Linked DNA regions of Hordeum vulgare: region 2 is linked to region 1. The links are chromatin contacts, called in public Hi-C maps. All regions are on one chromosome and are shown on one strand. The core of a region is the stretch at or near the end of the contact, and the rest is flanking DNA. Distances in the headings are between cores, read along the strand shown. Region 1 has its middle 16 kb from the start of LOC123442974. Region 2 holds the start of LOC123439523 (crocetin glucosyltransferase, chloroplastic-like).

The links. A called contact is a pair of places that touch in the nucleus more often than the background predicts.
Region 2: a contact with region 1 is called in a Hi-C map of leaf, with 2.1 times the contacts expected there. The contact joins the promoter of LOC123439523 here to the enhancer-like site in region 1. A contact is called at or near these places in 2 of 6 Hi-C or Micro-C datasets (leaf and seedling).

What each region holds. Positions count from the first base shown.
Region 1 is chr3H:62,831,615-62,836,629 of MorexV3_pseudomolecules_assembly, forward strand. No RefSeq gene overlaps it. Among protein-coding and RNA genes, the nearest start is that of LOC123442974, 16 kb to the left of the region's middle. Within about 2 kb of position 2,672, at least 3 of the 3 cell types and tissues checked have open chromatin away from gene starts, as enhancers often do. A contact at or near this core is called in leaf and seedling, where this site is marked.
Region 2 is chr3H:62,900,859-62,905,528 of MorexV3_pseudomolecules_assembly, forward strand. It overlaps LOC123439523 (crocetin glucosyltransferase, chloroplastic-like), which reads left to right and starts at 1,555. Exons shown (of 1, transcript XM_045116230.1): 1 at 1,555-3,353. The coding sequence starts at 1,649. The coding sequence ends at 3,091.

The sequences.
Region 1 (5,015 bases), core at 1,422-3,921:
AACATCTTCGTGAGGTTTTCTCACTGCAGATTCGGTGTTTGACTTCGACGGTAAGATGCAAACTAAGGATGACGAGTTGATGTAGAGGGATGATGGTGCAGCGATGTCGATTACACATCGCATAGAGCTGCTGAGATCGTGGAAAACTGGTGACAACAAGACGTGAGTGAATTGATGATGGTGCTACTCAAGAACCCGATCTCGTGTTCCGTGTGACTCGAGTTGGTTATGCCTAGCAATGGCTATGGTTTTTATGTTGTTACCATGTTGAATACATTGCTTGGATATGTTCGGACAGGTATTTCAAGGTGAATATCTCTATTATGACCTTGAGTGGTTGGGTTCGGTGACGATGGCGACGAGGGTCGTTCCCTTTATGATGGCACTGTTGTTGAAGAACCTCGTCATTCATGTGGTGTCATGATATATTTGGTGCAGACATGGTCATTGATATAGTGCCTATTATGGATTTGATCACTTTAGTTTTCTTTTCCTATCACCTACGCATAGCTCGGTCTTATATGGCATTGATATTTGCTAGCGTATTCTTCTGCGCATGTGTTGATGTTGGATATGTACATTTTATATATGCAAAGGCCGAATATGCTTATTGTGTTTGTGTCCTCTTGATACCTCATTTCAAGCCAAACAATTCACCATTTGTCAAAAAATGTCTTGCTTATGGCGAGATACTCGTCTCTGACTCATGCATTCTATCTAATGGGCTGACTCAAGTAGCTTTTTGCAGCTAGTTTATTTTTTATTCTCTATTTATTTATTATTTTGAAAACATTCTATATACATATATCTCAAAAGATAAATTTATTTAAAAATAAAAATACCATGAATTTGATTTTTTCAACAAAGTCTCAAATTTTTTGTTAAGATAATTTTGAAAAATATGGGTAAGATTCAAAAACAGTATTTTGATACTAAAATTATATTCAAATGCTTAAAACAATGTAGGAGACATTTAAAAAATTAAAGCATTCTAATTTTTTTTTAACATAATTAATAAAATGTGTGTAACATTCAAAATCAATGGTGTGAATTTAAGAAATGTTCACTCGTTTGAACAAATGTAGCATTTATAAAACACTATACAATGTAAGAAATATTTCCTACCATTCGCACAACGCAAGCTAGAGTTTAAATAAATTCAGACATCTCAAAAACATGTCCGTGACATTTAAAAAAAATACAATGTAAAGAAATTTGTGTAATTATAAAAATGTTCCGTACCATTGACAAAAACACACGTTAAAATTTAAGGATTATTCACACATCTCATAAAATATTTGTGACATTTAAAAAAATGTTCCTTTAATTTTAGAACAATTTTGCGTACCATTCAGAAAATATTTGAACATCTATTTTGAGAAATGTTTAACATGTATGTATTCAAAAAACTGTTCAAAACCTTATTTAAAAAAATGTTAATCATGTATTTAAAAGATGTTAAGCTCGTCTCCTTCGTCGAATCAATGGCGTCATTCCACACAGGCCGTGTAGTGCCTAGCCCGACTATTTAAGCCGACCACTGGCACGGAAATCCTAACCATTCACATCTCCTCCTTCTGTCTGCCGTTGTCACTTTCCACTCCTCGCCCGCCACTAGTAGTAGCCATGCCCTGGCGTCGTCGGGCGTATCTAATGCCAGAGCGCGAGCTGGAGCTCCTTGAGAAGATCCAGACAAGGTGTGAAGCTCGGATCACCACGGGTCTACCTCCGGATGCGATGGATTCGGAGGAGAACTTGGAGGAGGAGGGGGAGTAGGAGGATTAGGTTGAGGAAGAGGGGGAGGAGGTTGAGGGGTAGGATGAGGAGGATGTGGGGAACGCCAGGGACGTGGATCTACATGCAGAGCTGCACGCAATCCTCGATTCCTTCCACTCGGAGTCGAAGGCGAAGCCGAGACATTGTCGTTGGTAAGAGATGGGGCGTAGCACACGCATCGACGAGATGCTCGCGTATATATATGAGGGGGGGGGGGGGAGAGGAGCAACAGTTGCAGTTTTCCTCTGCGCCCGTCCACCCAACGTCCGGCACCGATGGCGTGGACATCTCCAAGGACGAATGATAGCTAGTGTGCCGTAATAGTACGTAGATTTTTTTGTATGGTTTTTATGGACGTAGGAGGTGAAATGTGAGAGATTCACATGTAGAAAAGTAAGTTTAAGGTGTGACCGGTCGCCGTACAACACGTTTGGGGGTCGGATTTGCAAAGTTTGCATGTAGAGAAATATGAAACGTGGTCAGTCACCGTGTGCGGACATGTCTGACACGTTCAGGGTCAGATTTGCAAAGCTCACGTGTAGAGAAGTAAATTTAAAATGTAATCGGTCACGACCGACCGCGTCTATAGCCGAATTTGCAAAGTTCGCTGTGGATGATTTAAGTTGCACCGTGCATCATTTCTTGACTTTGACAATCTTGTGGTTCTGTTCGAGACGCATACGTCCAGGCATCAATATCATGTGGGCATCAATGCACCTGTGCATGTAACGGAATGCATCGAGCCTGGGCCGACCAGAAAGTTAACCACACGCATGCACTCCTTCGGCCACTCAAGCCAAGCCAGCCGGGCCCTGCGCACGTGCTAATGCTCTCTCATTTATCGTCATGGCCAACGTCACGACCTGCCTACGCTAATCAAACATGGATGGATAGGCTACGGCTTATGGGTATCCAAATTTTGCTACTGTACGTACGAACGATCCGGCACGTCACATCCACCGTATCCAAACCGCCGACATGTGTGTCAGCTGTGCATGCATGTGGGCTTTGATCGTGCGTGCCGTAATCCGTCGCCATCGTAGTAGCCAGCTCGTAGAGAACACTTATACGGGAAATGTGTGTTTTACGTCTGTGTATACGAAGTTAGGGTCGACAACGGTGTTATTTTCAACGAGCGCAGAGCTTTCAATTTCTGGCAGCCTGTTCATGACGTGCTTGGGGCATATCCAAGTGGGCCCTCAAACCGTTGGACGGTCTGCTAGCCCCACCCCAAACTCCTCTCTCATCTCTCCCGCACTTTCTATCCAACGCACACTCTTCTTCCCGTCTCGCATTCATGCCGGTCCGGACGTGTCTGATAGCATTGATGTTGTGCGATGTGACCATACGAAGGACAACGTCGATTAAGCGGGGTGATCATGTGTATGCGTGGCCTTATTGCAGTTGTATATACCGTGCTCCGATGATGCACATACCGCTCTGAGCCCCTCCTCCTCTCTGAACTCCTCCTCTCTAGCAAGGATGACGTTGTAGTTCTCCGCATCGGCATGCCCACGACCTTGATATACCAGAGCACAAAGGGGGCCTTATTGAATTAGTGGCATGTTATTCCTAATTGTAACCGACATACTTGTAGCTCTAGGTACCCCCGGTGCCTATATAAGACGAGGGGTTTAGTCTGTAGAGGCAAGGTTTTCAGAATAGAACTCACTATTACGATCTCGAGGTAGATCATCCTCTAAGGTTTTCAGATGTTGTCCAACATTGATGGGCCGTCTCTATTCACTTGAAAGGGTTTCCTCTTGTTACCTCTATGCTAGTTGTTAAAAGGGCACCATCACAGTCAATGACAACCAGGAGCGCTCCCTTCGAACCGAGGAGTAGACCGCGGCCTTTGCGGCGAGGTTCAAGTTGTCGAGGATGCGTCAAGAACCCGAGCTGCATTAAGCAGACAAGACCGTGTCAAGCGGTCTCGGAGTATAAATTTCTCCTCGAAGCAACCATATAGCACCCCTAAATATGCGCTACGTTGTCCCTTTATATGACCGAGTACTATGTTCCTTAGGTTCACAACTTTACGGTAAAAATCCCATGGGAGACAGCAGAGCACAAACTAACAGTTGGGGAGGACTACCCTCAGATTGGACGAGGAAGCACTGATAAAGCAACACCTAGGAGACGCGCTAGAAGGACAATAGTGGATGTAAAACAAGACACTTAGATCTGAGTGCAACTCCTCCTTGGTTATCTTCTTGTTCCACATTTTGTACCTTTCACAGTTATGTTTTGCTCGGTTTGTGTGATTCGAACCTATTGATGAATAAAGAGAAGACCCATTTGGTTAGACCACGAATACACTCATGGCGCATCCTTTTATCATTTTTTTCGTTCATAATCTAGTCATAACTCTTGCGATACACACAATACACACCTCTAAAGCATCAACAACCTTGACGGGGGTCCGTAAATTGAGCCGACCCCGTGCAAAACCCGAGGTAATCTGGAAAGTCCTCGGTCCTGCGTCCTCGGTACTTTGCATTATATGGACCATTTTCAAGTTGTGTCTTTGATCAATAGTTGGGTTGCCCAACTAATGTGCTTACCCCTTACATTTTCGACCTATTTGTCTAAGAGTGTAGAGGGAGCACCACTGCGATTGTTACTTCCGATTTAATTGGTTAAGTACCTTAGTTGGAGAAAGCCAAAAGTTTACTACCACAACAAGAGTAAATCGATCGGTGAACCGAAGACGGTGTTAAACTACGTGCAGTCAATAGCAGTTGTCCGTGTAAAGCGAAGGGCCAATTTTCTTTGAAAAAGGCTGAAGTATAGGTGGTTCAACCTTGGAAAATATCAGGAATTGACATATACCAAAGCTATTTCTAGAGTATATTTCTCCATATGTGGTTTTGGTAATTGATGACAATCCCTATGGACTAATGGTTGCCTTGAGTTATATTCAAAGGATTTGTCCATAGGCACTTCTTGAAGTCCATCTGTTGGTTCAAAGGAGTTTATATGATGACCAAGGTGGTATTTAAGGTTTTATCCAAAGATTGGTCATAAAGACACAAGGTTGATCAAGACGAAGTCAAAGAGTGAATCAAGTTCATCAACACACAAAGTGTACAAGATGTACCGAGAGGGATCAAGTGATCTCATGGTATGGTAAGCATTGTCCATTACGCTTTGTGTACTAACCCATGATCTATGTGAGAGTTCTATGTCGGGTTAGGTATATTTCCATGGGCTTGCGTCAAGAGGAAGATCTAATATGA
Region 2 (4,670 bases), core at 305-2,804, 68 kb after region 1:
GATCTTTATGCATCAATATAATATGTTCTCAACTTTTATTTTTATTTTTATTTTCAAAAAAGGGTTCTAACTTTTTATTAAATCTCTCTCTCACACACACACATATAGGACAAATTTAATCTACCACTGATGGTAGTTACCATCACTTGTGTTTTGTATGTCGTATGTAGTATCTATCAAATCGGAAAGTATGTACGTGTAATGTGTACTACCTCCGTATTAAAATTCTTGTCTTAGGTTTGTCTAGACATGGATGTATCTAAATACTAAAAAGTGACTAGATATACATTCTTATCTAATCAAATCTAAGACAAGAATTTTGGGACGGAGGTGGTGGTATATAAGAATGTTTAGAGGTGGTGGTATATAAGAATGTTTAGGAAGTATATATACTATTTTTTGATAGTTTGTCTCATAATATGTGTATGCTTCTGTTTTACGTACAAATATATATATATATATGTATGTATTTTACAAATATAATAAAAATCATGGGCCAACTTAAATTTTTTTAGTAACTCATTTCAAAGTATCTTATATATTATATCAACCTATTTAGCCCGTGCGTTGCAACGGATAAAAATACCACATATTTTTAGTTTACAAAAAGTGATCTATAATTTAAGTATTTGTAGCTACGATCCAAACAAAGACGAACTTAGCCTACGAAAATGTAGTTCAAGATTTTACAGGTTTTTTTATTTCAATACGGCTTGCATGTAGATTTAATACATACAAAGAAATGGTCAAGTGATCTTTAATTTTGTTCCTAATCCTGAATTTGCTGAGATGTTCATCCACAATCCAAATTAGTACCGTATGAAAGAAAGAAAGGGTAATGCATTATTGATTAAGATTGCATCCTAGATAATATTTTTAAAATTGTTAACATGTAAAATAACATCATATTCAGATTCTACATATTTTCTAATCAAAAATCATATATAACATGTTAAGTTTGAAGTTACGGTTTAGAAGATATGGGTATTTTAAAAAACATTTAATATGTATTACGGGTTCAATGTCAAAAACATCGAGGGTTTTTCATAAAATAGCATGACGGACTAAGAATATTTATTTTCTTTATTAATAGGTATAGTATAGATTATATCAACCTATTTATAATGATAAAATATTTATACTACGACATGATAGTGTAAAACATCCAAAACATGTTATCTTTGTGAACGAAGGGAGTACCAGTGTTTGTTTTATGGATGGACATGCAAAATTTCAGTACGAACCTCATCAATCAGAGATCCTCGGATGCGTCTCTCCCTCCCAAGTTGACAACCAAGTCTGAGGACTGAGGAGTAGATGTGGCCGTCTGAAGCCATTAATTGGGCAATCCACGTCTTTCTCTTTGCTTGCTGCAGCACGGACCGCCACACAAACACCTGAAGTGCAGCCAGCGCTAGCCCAGCCATGCCTGCTGACCACATGTCTGACATGGCCCCCCCTGCGCCATGTAGTCAGCACTTCCGTCATCCCCGCCGTAATTTTTTCCTCCGCCGGAGTATATAACAAGCGAAGCGAAGGGCCACCTCCACATCGACCACCCGCCGCAACCCACCCCAGTAAGGACACTCTTGCTTACCTGGTACGCTCTTGTCTTCTTGCACTCGCATCGCATCGCACGCACGCAGCAATGCCGGCCATGGAGCGCGTGGGGGAGGCGCCGCACTTCCTCGTGGTCACGTACCCGGCGCAGGGCCACATCAACCCGGCGCGCCACCTCGCGCTGCGCCTGCTCCGCGCCACGCCGGGCGCCCGCGTCACCGTCTCCACCGCCGTCTCCGCCTGCCGCAAGATGTTCCCGGACGACGCGGACGCCGCGGCGGTGGACCACGTCGACGCCGCCGGCGTCCGCTACGTGCCCTACTCCGACGGCTACGACGGCGGCTTCGACAAGTCCGCGCACGACAGCACGGACTACATGTCCAACCTCAAGGTCGTGGGGGCCCGCACGCTGGACGGCGTGCTCGCGCGCCTCCGCGACGCCGGCACCCCCGTCACGCAGGTGGTGTACACTGTGCTCCTCTCCTGGGTCGCCGACGTCGCGCGCGCGCGCGGCGTCCCCGCCGCGCTCTACTGGATCCAGCCGGCCACCGTGCTCGCCGCCTACTTCCACTTCTTCCGCGGCACCGACGGCCTCGACCAGGCCGTCGTCACCGCGGCGAGCGACCCGTGGGCGGACGTCCGCGTCCGGGGGCTCCCGCCGATGCGCGTGCGCGACCTGCCGTCCTTCCTCACCATCGCGTCCGACGACCACCCCTACGCCTTCGTGCTCGCCGCGTTCCGAGAGCTCCTCGACGTGCTGGACCGCGAGGACTCGCCCACCGTGCTCGCGAACACGTTCGATGCCATGGAGCCCGACGCGGTCGCGACGCTGCACCAGCACGGCATCAACGTCGTCCCCATCGGCCCCGTCCTCTCCTTCCTAGACACCTCGGCGGCGGCGGCGGCCAACAACAGCAACGACCTGTTCAAGCAGGACGGCAAGGGGTACCTGGAGTGGCTGGACGCGCAGGAAGCGGGGTCGGTCGTCTACATCTCCTTCGGGAGCCTGTCGACGATGAGCCAGCGGCAGATCGCGGAGGTGTCGCGCGGCATGGCAGAGAGCGGCCGGCCGTTCCTGTGGGTTCTGAGGAAAGACAACCGCGGCGAGGTCGACGGCGACGACTTGTGCACCGGCGGGGGCATGGTGGTGGAGTGGTGTGACCAGGGGAAGGTGCTGTCGCACCCGGCGGTGGGGTGCTTCGTGACGCACTGCGGTTGGAACTCGACGCTCGAGAGCGTGGCGTGCGGCGTGCCGGTGGTGGGAGTGCCGCAGTGGACGGACCAGGGCACCAACGCGTGGCTGGTGGAGCGGCAGCTCGGCACCGGGGTCAGGGCCACCGTGAGCGAGAAGGACGGCGTGCTGGAGGCCGATGAGCTGCAGAGGTGCATAGGCTTCGCCACCTCGGATGTGGTGCGCGCCAAGGCAGAGCTGTGGAGGGAGAAGGCGCGGGCGGCGGCGGCCGTAGGCGGCTCATCCGAGAGGAACCTCAGGGCGTTCGTCACCGGGCAGGTCGCCCTCGCCGGCAACTAGCCAGCCGGCATGCCGGCTTGCATGCGCTGCATGATCCTGCGAACCAAATCGACAGCATATAGGAGTAGCAGTTTAGCGCTTGGCAGGACGACGTACACGAGACGAGACGAGAGGACTCGATCCGTACCTCTTCGCTGTCGTAAATAATTCGATTCGACATTGTAGCTGCTACCTGGGAAAGATCGAATGCCGTTCGCATCTTGCCGAGGCATTCGTTTCGCCGTACTGTAAAATTCTGTTAATCAAGATGTTGTTCCAATCATCTAAATGTATTGCCGTGTTGCTTGACTAATCATCTAGAACTGCAATATCCACCTGACATTCGCCAGGACAAGGGATTCCGATCTCGTTCCATCGATGAGGGGGGAACCGGCTAACGATTATGGAAAATCCTATCTGCTGCACGTCTGATTTTCTTTTTGAAGAAACCTCGTCTTATTTATCCAACAAAGTTCGGAGGAATGCGACTCAAAAAAAAAAGTTCGGAGGAATGGTTACAATTGTTATAGAGTGAAAGTAAAAGGGATAAACAAAGAGTTCAAAAAATCCACTAGTTCCCCAAGATGAAGGGGTGTGTTGGGGAGACACATTTTCCCCAACAATTGACCACATGTTTAATTCTCAATACTTCCCTTGATCAACTCGTCATCTGTATATTGCAAAATAAAAACTCCTTCAAAAACTTTGTGAATTTTTTTTAAGGAGAAACCTTATAATAATATGTCATCGAAAACACCTTAAAAAACCCAGTGGGAAAAATATAAGGAGAAACCAATATGACATACATCCGCACTTGTATTTATATTGTCTCATTAAAAACCTTATATAAGAAACCATTATGGAAAACTCACAAACGAAAAAAGAGTACAATATAAATGATCTGAAGATCACTAACATGTTATAACTTGGGATTTTACTCCCCCCGAATTTCGCAGGCATCAATGTTGTCTCGTACCAATCCCAGAAATTTGATTTTGCAATATAAACGTTGGTAGAGACATTGTGAACCTTACAATAATTTGTTTGCAGATTATCCTCTTACATTTCTGTAATTCACGAGGATAAATATAACCCGTAAGAAATACAAGTGACACTATCTTGGTAGATAATGATCTTTGATTCCAATGAATCTTCACATGATCTCATATGTGGATAGCCATTCTGCAAAGACATGTATATCATGTCATGCTTCAAAATAGTTATGGCAGAATGATCACAGAAAGGACCCATTTAAAGTCTATTCTGAAAGCTTTACTCAAAATACTCTTCCAGTAAATCCAGTCTTTGATATGTCATTGTTGGGATCAGATTAACGGCCACTATCAGGATATCACACCATGGTCCCATCTTGATTTTCCCAATGAAATTAATCAAGATCTTTTGTGTTTTGGACATATCTCACGATATTCTTTACACCAACCATTATACCTTTTATTGGGGATGCACCCTTAATAAATTGCCAACAAATATAGTGTCAGGCCTGACTTACTTAGCAATATATATGAGTGCTCCAGTGGTACTCGGATATGAAACTTCATGTCCATTATCAATTCACCATCTCCCGCGAACTTGTGTCCCA